Regions from separate parts of the Triticum aestivum genome. Here region 1 is linked to region 2. A link is a contact called in public Hi-C data. All regions are on one chromosome and are shown on one strand. Each heading gives the region's core, a stretch centred on a gene start, on an enhancer-like site or on the middle of the called end of the contact. The rest is flanking DNA. Distances are from core to core; before and after follow the strand shown.

Evidence for each region. Hi-C and Micro-C count contacts between places; a contact is called where the count stands out from the background.
Region 1: a Hi-C map of leaf shows a contact between it and region 2, with 2.5 times the contacts expected there. The contact joins two enhancer-like sites. A contact is called at or near these places in 3 of 5 Hi-C or Micro-C datasets (leaf and root).

The regions. Positions count from the first base shown.
Region 1 is chr7B:338,080,483-338,085,470 of IWGSC CS RefSeq v2.1, reverse strand. No RefSeq gene overlaps it. Among protein-coding and RNA genes, the nearest start is that of LOC123155855, 28 kb to the left of the region's middle. Within about 2 kb of position 3,235, at least 4 of the 8 cell types and tissues checked have an H3K27ac peak or open chromatin away from gene starts, as enhancers often do. A contact at or near this core is called in leaf, where this site is marked.
Region 2 is chr7B:338,017,973-338,022,772 of IWGSC CS RefSeq v2.1, reverse strand. It overlaps the pseudogene LOC123157949. Among protein-coding and RNA genes, the nearest start is that of LOC123155855, 91 kb to the left of the region's middle. Within about 2 kb of position 1,957, at least 7 of the 8 cell types and tissues checked have an H3K27ac peak or open chromatin away from gene starts, as enhancers often do. A contact at or near this core is called in leaf, where this site is marked.

The sequences.
Region 1 (4,988 bases), core at 1,986-4,485, 61 kb before region 2:
ATCTTACGCTCCAGAACAAGCTGAGGGCCACGGCGGTTAGTCTTCAGAAGTGGAGCAACCGTTGGATTGGTAATGTAAAGTTACAGATATCCATTGCATTGGAGGTGATAAAGCAGCTAGACGTTGCCATGGAATCAAGACAGCTAGCAGACGCAGAGAGGGATTTGAGGCGACGCTTAAAGAGGAAGCTGTTAGGGCTATGCTCACTGGAGAGAACTATCGCAAGACAACGCTCCAGGCTACTGCAGCTCCGAGAAGGGGATGGGAGCACGAGGCTTTTCCATCAACAAGCTAGTCACAGGCAGCGGAAGAATGTACTCAAATCGGTGAAATACAATGGGGCTATTCACTCAGGGCAGGAAGAGGTGGCGTCCGCGGTGGATGCGTACTACGGCAGGGCTTTCGGCACCGTGGAGCCGCGGAGTTACACACTAAACCTACAGGGGCTAGACCTGCCGCATCTGGACCTATCACAGTTGGAGGTGGCTTTCACTATGGAGGAAGTGGAAAACGTGATTAAGGATATGCCCCCGGATAGGGCGCCAGGGCCGGATGGGTTCACGGGCCGGTTCTATGCAAAGTGTTGGAACATTATTAAGGTAGATTTCATGAAGGCCATGGATTGCTTCTACAATGGAGACATGAGGGGATTGGCGGCTATCAACAAATCTTTGGTGACATTATTGCCTAAGATGGATGGTGCTTTGGACGTGGGTGACTTCAGGCCGATCAACCTCGTGCATGGGGCTATCAAAATTTTTGAGAAGGTGCTTGCTTGTCGCTTGGTGGTGCACCTTCCGCAGTTGGTTGGAAACCACCAGAGCGCTTTTGTGAAAGGTCGATCGCTGCATGACAACTTCATGTTGGTTCAAAGTATGGCCCGAAGGCTGAATGCCCTGAGGATGCCCTCGGTGCTTCTAAAGTTAGATATTTCGAAGGCCTTCGATTCGGTGCGGTGGCCGTTCTTGCTTGAGGTGATGCAACAAATGGGGTTTGGCCCTCGGTGGAGATCCTGTATCTGTGGAATCCTTTCAACATCCACCACCAAAGTCATGGTAAATGGAGACCCCGGCGACACCATCTATAACTGCAAGGAGCTGCGACAAGGGGATCCGATATCGCCGATGCTATTCATTCTTACTATGGAACCGTTGCAGAGGTTGTTTCAGAGGGCCACGACTAGTGGTGTGTTGGAGCCCTTGGCACATACAGGTATGAGGCAGCGCTTGTCTATATTTGCTGATGATGTGGTGGTGTTCATCAAGCCCAAGTCCACGGAGCTAAACATATGCAAGAACATTCTGGAAATGTTTGGAGAGGCTTCGGGCTTGAGGATAAACATGGGCAAATCGGTGGCCCTACCGATAAGATGCAATGATCAGGAGGCAGGTACGGTGTGTCATCGGCTGGGATGCCCGAGAGGGGCTTTTCCAATTAAGTACCTTGGGCTGCCGCTGACCTTGAGGAAGCAGTCCGCGGCACAAATGCAGTTTCTAGTTGATCAGATGGCAAATTGTCTGCCTAAGTGGAAAGCGGCTCTAATGCCGAAGAGTGGGCGGCTTACATTGGTGAAGTCTGTGCTCTGTGCCATGCCCATCCACGCCATGATGGCGCTCGACTTACCAAAGAAGACGATTGCGGCAATGAACAAAGTGTGTAGAGGCTTCCTATGGTGCAGAAGAGCGGAAGCTAACGGAGGGAACTGTGCGGTTGCTTGGGATTCGGTGTGTGCGCCGAAGTGGGCTGGTGGCTTAGGGATACCTAACCTTAGATGGCTGAATGTGGCCATGCAAGCCAGGTGGGCATGGCTCACAAGAGTGGACACGAGTAGACCTTGGAGCGAGTTCAAGATCAAGATCCCCAAAGAAGCTAAGTTACTTGTCCAGGCGGCTATGAGGAGTGAAGCAAACTGTGGTCTCCATACACTTTTTTGGGAGGATCGTTGGCTAGATGGTATGCGGATACAAGAGATTGCTCCAACAATATATGGTATGATCCCAAGGCGGACCAGATTGACGAGATCAGTCGCCCAGGCTGTGCAAAATGGGTCTTGGGCATCGGATGTTGGCCCGAATATTGGTGAGGGAGCATTGCAGGAGTACTTACAGCTTTGGATCAAAGTAAGCACGTGGGAGCAGCAGGCGGATGGGCCGGACTTGGTCGGTTGGTCATGGGAGACCAACGGCCGTTTCTCGGTGCGCTCGGCTTACGCGGCAAAATTTTGGGGACGGACGGTTGAGCCTATGGCAGAGCTGACCTGGAAGTCTCACGCCCCAGCTACCTGCAAGTTTTTTGCTTGGCTTGCCTTAAGAAACAGGTGTTGGACCTCTGACAGACTGGCGAGGAGAGGCCTCCCACACCAGGATGCATGCCCCTTATGCGACCAGGAGGACGAAACGATTGATCATGTGCTACTGACGTGCGTCTTTGCCAGGTCAGCGTGGGCTGCAGTATGTGAGGCGCTGGGCATGCTGGACTGGACTCCGACTGCACACGATTCCTTAGCCATCTGGCTTGCGGAGAAGCATGGGACTAACGGCTGGCACAAGAAGGATCTTCATACGGTTTTCTTGCTGACTTTGTGGGAGTTGTGGAAGCATCGCAATGCTATTATGTTTGATGGGGCATCACCTTCGTTAGGTGTTTTACTAGGTAGAGTAAGGTCGGAAGGAAGAATGTGGTCTATTGCCGGCAAGTTTAAGAGAGACATGGACCCCTTCTTCCTTCGGCTTGAACGGTGGGCTAGTAGTGAGGATTAGGAGTGTTGTAATATGAACCTTGGAACTATGATGGAGGCACTCTTTGCCTTTCTTCTATAATATATAATATGCACACTCGTGCATATTTGAGAAAAAAAATTAATTTACAGAGGGAGTACCTTTTTTCTTTTGGGGGAATCGTCACTTACCTTGAACTGTATCTATCGCCGTAGTCGTCGACGATTTTTTTCTCTTTAAGTTTTTTCAGCAGTCAAAATGAAAAGATTAAATAAGCATAGATAAAGAAATACCTAGACCAGATTTTGCATGTTCACGGTGGGAAGGGTAGGAATCCACGAGAAAAGGTCGAAGCGAGAGAAAGACGCGTCCATCCACCAGTCCCTTTCAGCCAGCAACATATTCCCAATACTAAAACCATTATTCACATTTCAGAAAATCGCTGCCCCGTGCTACCCAGAGAGAGAAGTTTAGAGAGAGAAAGAGAAATCAAGACAGCGATCGAGTTGATGTGAAGGCACCTCCATCTCGTGTCATCTCGCCATGAGCTGCGAAATCATGGATTCCGCGTGCTTATATCGTGATAAATCGTAACGGGAAAGATGAGTTTGTTGGAAGAAACTCGGACCCAACGTGCCTTGTTTCTTTATGCTCTGATTGCGACGTCGATTACCAGTAATCGTTCGTTGTTTAATGAAGCCGTCCTGGGAAAGGGATAGATAACCTAGGGCTAGAAAAGAGCAGATGACCGGCGATTCAGGCAGAGCCATCGACGTGGACATCCTCCCACCCGACATCACCCCCACCCGACTCTTTCTCTCAGCGCAACTCTCAAAACGGATGTCTGTTCTATTTGGATTTTGTCAAGTTTGTCCGTTTGATGCAGAAAAATGTACTCCCTCCATTTCTAAATGTAAGTCTTTATAAAGATTTCACTGTTGGACTACATACAGAGCAAAATGAATGAATCCACACTTAAAATGCATCTATATACATCCGTATATAGTTTATAGTGGAATCTCTAGAAAGATTTATATTTAGGAACGCAACGAGTATAATCTTGTCCGGTTTTAGACGTCCGCCGCTCTGCGCACCCAACCGGCCGCTCCATTCCAACTTTTCTGCCGACGCCTGTGCCATCACCGCTAACGCCCCGGGTGCCCTCGCGCAACCCGTGCAGCGGCACCAGCTACATCTCGCAGCGGTAGCGTGTGCTGGCCTGCCGCGCTTGCGCTCCGCCTCGCCTGCTCGCGCCCGCCCGCCTGCGCCCTCCCCGCCTCGTCGCGAGCTCGTGCCGCCGGCGCGTGCCTCGCTCATGTCCTTCCTGCGCCTTCTCCGCAGCGGCCTGCCGCGCGGGCCCACGTCTGCCCGCGCCGCGCCCGCCTGCCCACGCTCGTCGTAGCCAGCTCGTCTGCTCGTCCGCCGCTGCGCTCGCCAGGACTGCCGGGGACGAGCGCCAGCGGGGACTGCAACTGCTGCTGCTCCTGCGAGGTGTGCGAGCAGGGAGAGGCCGGCATCGCCAACGACTACAGCACCGTGGGTGGGTTGGTGAGAGAGAGAGAGAGAGAGAGTGGGAGGTGGGTGATATGTGGGTCAGCCCCGGACCAGCGTGGACGCACGGGCGCAGAAAACGTCCGCTTGTGTTAGTTTCAGACGCAAAGCCAAACCGACTTTGCGCCAAGATGGGGCGAGCCGGACCATAAACGGACGGATTTTACGGATAGGGGCGCGTGTTGGGCCGTCTTGTATGTCCGCTTACCCCCAAATGGACAGACCCAAACGATTTGGGGTCCTGCACTAGAGTAGCCCTCACCACGCGCATCATTCAAACAACCAGAGTCCTCAAATTACATCTGGAAACATCCAGCACAGCTGCCCCCAACATTTGCACAAACCACAGCGTAAGACATAAAATTACATTGAAGCCCTTCTAGGTCCTTGTGTCAATGGGCTATCGTCTTCAACGCCGGCCGCTCCTCCGTCATGCACTCTTTCTTCTTCTGTACTGTTGTCCCTAAAGGAAGATTGCGTGCATACGCCACCACCATTGTAGGTGAGTATCACATGTGTGCCACCCAACGGACGCGATCTAGGAACCGGTTCCAACACATCGGCCAGGAAACGCAAGCCAAAATCTTAACCGCCGCAAGGAACGGAGGAAGGAGAACACCATGTACAGAGTCGGTGACGAGGAAGAAGAAGCTGCCCATCAGGTCAAGGCTTCCCTCGCCCGCCATCGCGGCTAATGGCAACTAAGTTTTTGAATGAATA
Region 2 (4,800 bases), core at 708-3,207:
GCGAGCGCGCAAACACGGTCCAGCTCGTCCTTGAGGCGTGAGTTCTCGATGCGCAGGTGCTGCTCCTCCGGTGACACCTCCCCGAGCACGGCTGCGCCGCCGCAATTGCCGCAAGTGGGTCTCCGCATCGCCTCCCGGATCGTCATGTTCTCCATCCGCAGCTTGTCGTTCTCCTGCCGTAGCAGCGCGTTCTCGTGCCGCTTGATCTTCGTCTGCAACCAGCCCACCCAGACATGATTACCAAAAAGAAGGAAATTGATTCTTCTTGGCCTAGCTTGTCACATCAACCGACACGTCGCACCAAAATAGATAGAAGATTGTTTTGGTTGACAGTCCGACCTTCATCTGGGTGCGGCGATTCTGGAACCAGAACTTGACCTGGCGGCTCTCTAGGTTGAGCCGCCGGCTGAGCTCCATGCGCTGTTTCTCGTCGGGGTGAGGGCACTCCTTGAACACGCAGCCAAAAATGAATCAGTCAAGCAAGCTGTAATTTAGGGCTAGATAGAAAGTAGACCAAGAACCTGAGAGAATTGTAACAATTGCTTACGCCCTGAGCTCTTGGATTTGCTGCGGCGTCTAGCGGTGGTAGCGCTTCTTCTTCTTGCGCGGGTTGCTGTTGTCCGGGTCGAGCTCATCGGCGGAGGCGCCGTCCAGGTTGTCGCTGCTGGAGTGGCTGTCGTTCTCGTCCTCCCGCGCGCGGCCCAGCGAGTCGCCGTCGCCGCCGCTCTCCGTGCTCCCCATGAAAGCGCCGCCCAGCTGACCTCCGCCCTCCATGTTCGTCTGCCAATTAAACCGATTAAAATCCAAGGCAATTAAACACGGCAAAGAAGAGAAACTGGCCAATTAATTAAGGCTAGCAAACACGCATGAACGGTCGGGTGGTAGTGTAGAATATAGCATACCAGGCCGAGGGAGAGGCTAGTGGAGGAGGCGAAGCCACCGCCACCGCCGCCGGCGCCGAGCCTGGGGATGGGCGGCAGGGTGAATAGGCGGCCGGTGTTGTGCATGCCGGGGCCGCCCTCGTCGGCGTCGTAGGAGAAGACACCGGAACCGGCGCCGTCGAACCCGATTCAGTTTCAGCCGAGACGTGCAGCACGGGGAAGGAGAAGGCAGGGGGTATTTGCAAAAACGTGTGTGCTGACGAGCTCGGGCCCGACGAGTCCAGTTGTCGCTCTATGATTGGTCCAGGACCAAAGTTGCACATTGGGTGCAAGTTCTGGGACTGGGTAGAGTCATTTTGCAAGTTGTAGGACCAAATCATTACATCTCGGACAAATTCAGGACCCCAATGCTTTTAACTCTGAACTAAAGGAGTAAAATATGGTTAAAGAACAACAAAGCATTGAAGGCAGCTTATTTTGGAAAAGGGAATAAATATACACAAAGCTTTTATACTAGTACTAAAAATGCTTCCGACAAAAGAAAACAAAACTGTATACAACATGATGTGTGGGCTGGGCCGGCCACTCCAACGGCTAGAGAGGGAGAGGTGTCCAGATGATGCCAACGGAGGCCAGAAACTTTCGACACCATGTACCTATACTAGCAGCAATTCTCAAAAAAAAAAACCTATACTAGCAGCTGGATACCATACCATGCTCTCTCAACCACAGCTTCCCTCTCCCTGCAGCGACAGCAAAGAAGCGTACAGCTCTAGGCTTTTAAAAGACCCCTCCTTTCGCAACACCCCACGCAGCAACTCACTCCCCGACATATCGCGCCTCCCTCTCCACGACACGCTTCCCAGTCTCCACGCCCTCTGGCCTTGCCGACACGAAACAGTCCACACGAGATAAATCGCGAGAGACTGCGGCGCTGGGCACGAGACGGGCCGGGCGAGTGGTGGTTGGTCCCCACGCAAAGGACGTCGTCGTCCTCGGCCCCACCCAGGGCGAGCGGACGGTTCTGCCCCTGTGCTCCTTGCAGTTCGTTGGCCCAGGGGCAGTCCCCGCGGGTGCGTAGGTCTGGCCCTGTCACGTCGTGTCTCTCTCCTCATGCTGCCTCTGCTCTGTGCAAGAGAGAGAGAGTGTGACAGCGATCGATGGAAAGAGATGGGTGGGAAGAAAAAGCAGGAGAGAGAAAGGGATGGGGATGGAGCGCAGCGTCACAGGTGATTCGGTTCACTGCTCCCGCAGCAGGTCCGTGCCCCCGTACGCGGCACGCTGCTAACAACATCTCCAACCGCGTCCCCAACAGGCCCTCCAGGCGATTTTTTAGTGTCGGTGACTGTCACGCTCTTAGGACCTCGTTTAGCGGCGGTTTGGGCCAAATTCAGACCCGGCGATCCCGCCCCGAACCCAAACGACGCGGGTGTCGTCTGGTGGCGCCGGCAGAAGCGAAAAGTGACGTGGGGCCGCTCTGTCGGCGAGAGGAGGCCCTTTTCCCGTCGTTTCCTCCCGCTTCCCCCCTCGACTTCCTTCTCATTCTTCATTCCTCCCGCCAAACTCCGCCTCTTCCCTTCCAAGCCACCCGCCATGCCGCCAAAAAAGTACATGATGCCCCGCGTCACGACGGATTCCACAGCCGTCGTCGTCGCCCAGCCGAAGCAAAGGAAGCAGAGGGCGCCGCCGTCCAAGCCTCCGGGCATGACCAACGCCGACTGGAAGGCGGATGTGCAGCGCTGGGAGACCGTCACCGCCGATAGGCGCAATAGGGCCAAGAAGGCCAGGGAGAGAGCGGCGGCTGCGATGGAGCAGGTGGAGCACGCGGCGGCCGAACAAGCCGAGGCGGCTCGCGCGACGATGATGAATCAGTTCGGTGGGCACGGCCTGCATGGGTCCTAGTGCCAACAAAGCGTCGGCTCTCCGTCCGGGCTCTCGTCCTCGCCACACCCATGGAGCACGCCGTCGCCGGGCTATGCCGATGGCGACGTCCACGGTGGTTTCAACCCCAACATCACCTTTCCCCATGGGCGTCCGGTCCAGCGTACGCCCTCGCCCGCGTTCGCTGGTGTGCAGTACCCTCTGTACATGTACTCGCCGCCGGACTACGCAGCTTCACCGACGCCACCTCTCCGCCGCGACCTCTACTCGCAAGCCTCCTCCTCATCGCATCTTGGCGACGCCGATGCGACGTAGCCCGACATGGAAGACATCATCGCAGCCGGCTCGGCTGCCGCCACCGCTACCCTCGGGTTCACTACCCAAGACGACTCGATTGATCTCGGTGACATGGATGTCGAGCTCGACTACGGCGAGGAAGAGCCAGAGGAGGAGGGAGGAGGAGAGGAAGAGGAGGAGCCCGACGCTGACGAGGAAAGGCAAGAAGAAGAAGAAGAAGAAGAAGAAGAAGAAAGTGTCGGCCAAGACTGGCGAGCCGCGCATCAAGTGGGCGACCAAGGAAGATGAGTGCCTCGCCAAAGCGTGGAAGGTCGTCTGCCTCGACCCGACCACCGGCACAAACCAGAGCTTCGACACGTATTGGTACCGCATCAAGGCCGAGTTCGATGAGTGCAAGCTCGTCGACCCCTACTTCAAAGGCGTTCACATGCAGCGGGGGTCGAAGGCGATGGCGAACCATTGGGGGCTCATCCAAACGGCGTGCAACAAATGACATGGGATCGTCGAGGAGGTCGCGGCAGACGGGGATCAGCGTCGAGGATCAGGTACAGCATGCCACCCTCTCCCTGTTCCTCTTACCGTGCGCGCCCATTTGCGCTCCGTGCGGACTGAGGCCTGCTCTTCGGCGCAGCTGCTGCGCATGTTCGCCATGTACCGCGATAACAACACCGACCAGGAGTTCAAGTACCTCCACGTCTTCAAACAGATCCACAAGTGCGAGAAGTGGGCGGATATCCGACGCACCCTCGCTAAGGCCAAGGAGACGTACAAGCCAGACACGCCGACACCGGGAGCGGCAGACGGGCGTACGGACGGCAACAAAGGGGCCGAGAAGGCGAAACACGCCGAGCCGGCTGCCGCACGCATGCAAGAGTCCATCGAGCACTGGCTCGACAACGCCAAGACTAGGGCCGCCCAACGAAAAGAGAAAACTGAGGCGAGGTGGGCTGCTTTGATGACGAACATTGCCGTCAAACTCGACTTGCTCCGGTCCAACGTCACCACGAAGAATAGGAACAACGACCTGGCTTTGTTGATGGGCGGCGCTTACATGCTCCAGAGCGGCGACAAGAAGCTCAAGGCATGGTTCTTGGCGGAGCAAGGCCTCATCCTGAACCAGATACCGGTGACGCCAACGCCGATGCCAACACCGACGCCCAGCCCGACTAATGATGTCTCCGCAACACCCAGCAGCACAGAAGCCGCGCCAACCAGTCCAGAAGCAACGCCGACTCCTCCCAGCCCGCGCACGCCGACGATGACGCTGGAGGTCGAGCTCGACGTTTGATGCATTCCTTTCGCGTCCTTCCTTTTTTTGTGCGTCGAACTACTGCCTATCCTTTCATTTGATCGTCGAACTGTGGCACTGAATCGCCAAACTATTGCGATGATCGCCGGATTGTGGCTTTTTTTGGAGCGGGAATGATCAAGTTTGAACATGGGGCGCGTGTCTGGCACCTTGGGGGCGGCACCTGGGGGCGTGGCTGGGGCGAACCGAACTCCAGGGGCCAATCTAGCGCCGGTTCGCCCCCAGGCCGCTCTTTTTCGACGCCCTGGGGGGCCGAACGGCTAGAGATTCTCTAAGCTATGGGTACACCAGGTAGGTTTGTGCCTAACTCTTTACATCTGCATGGTTGGACCTCCCGCGGTGGAAGTGTCATGCCTATTTCGATGCAATTAGAGAAACTCCAACGGCGCGACCCAAACGGACGCGCGCTTTGTCCGCTTTTCATTTGTTTGA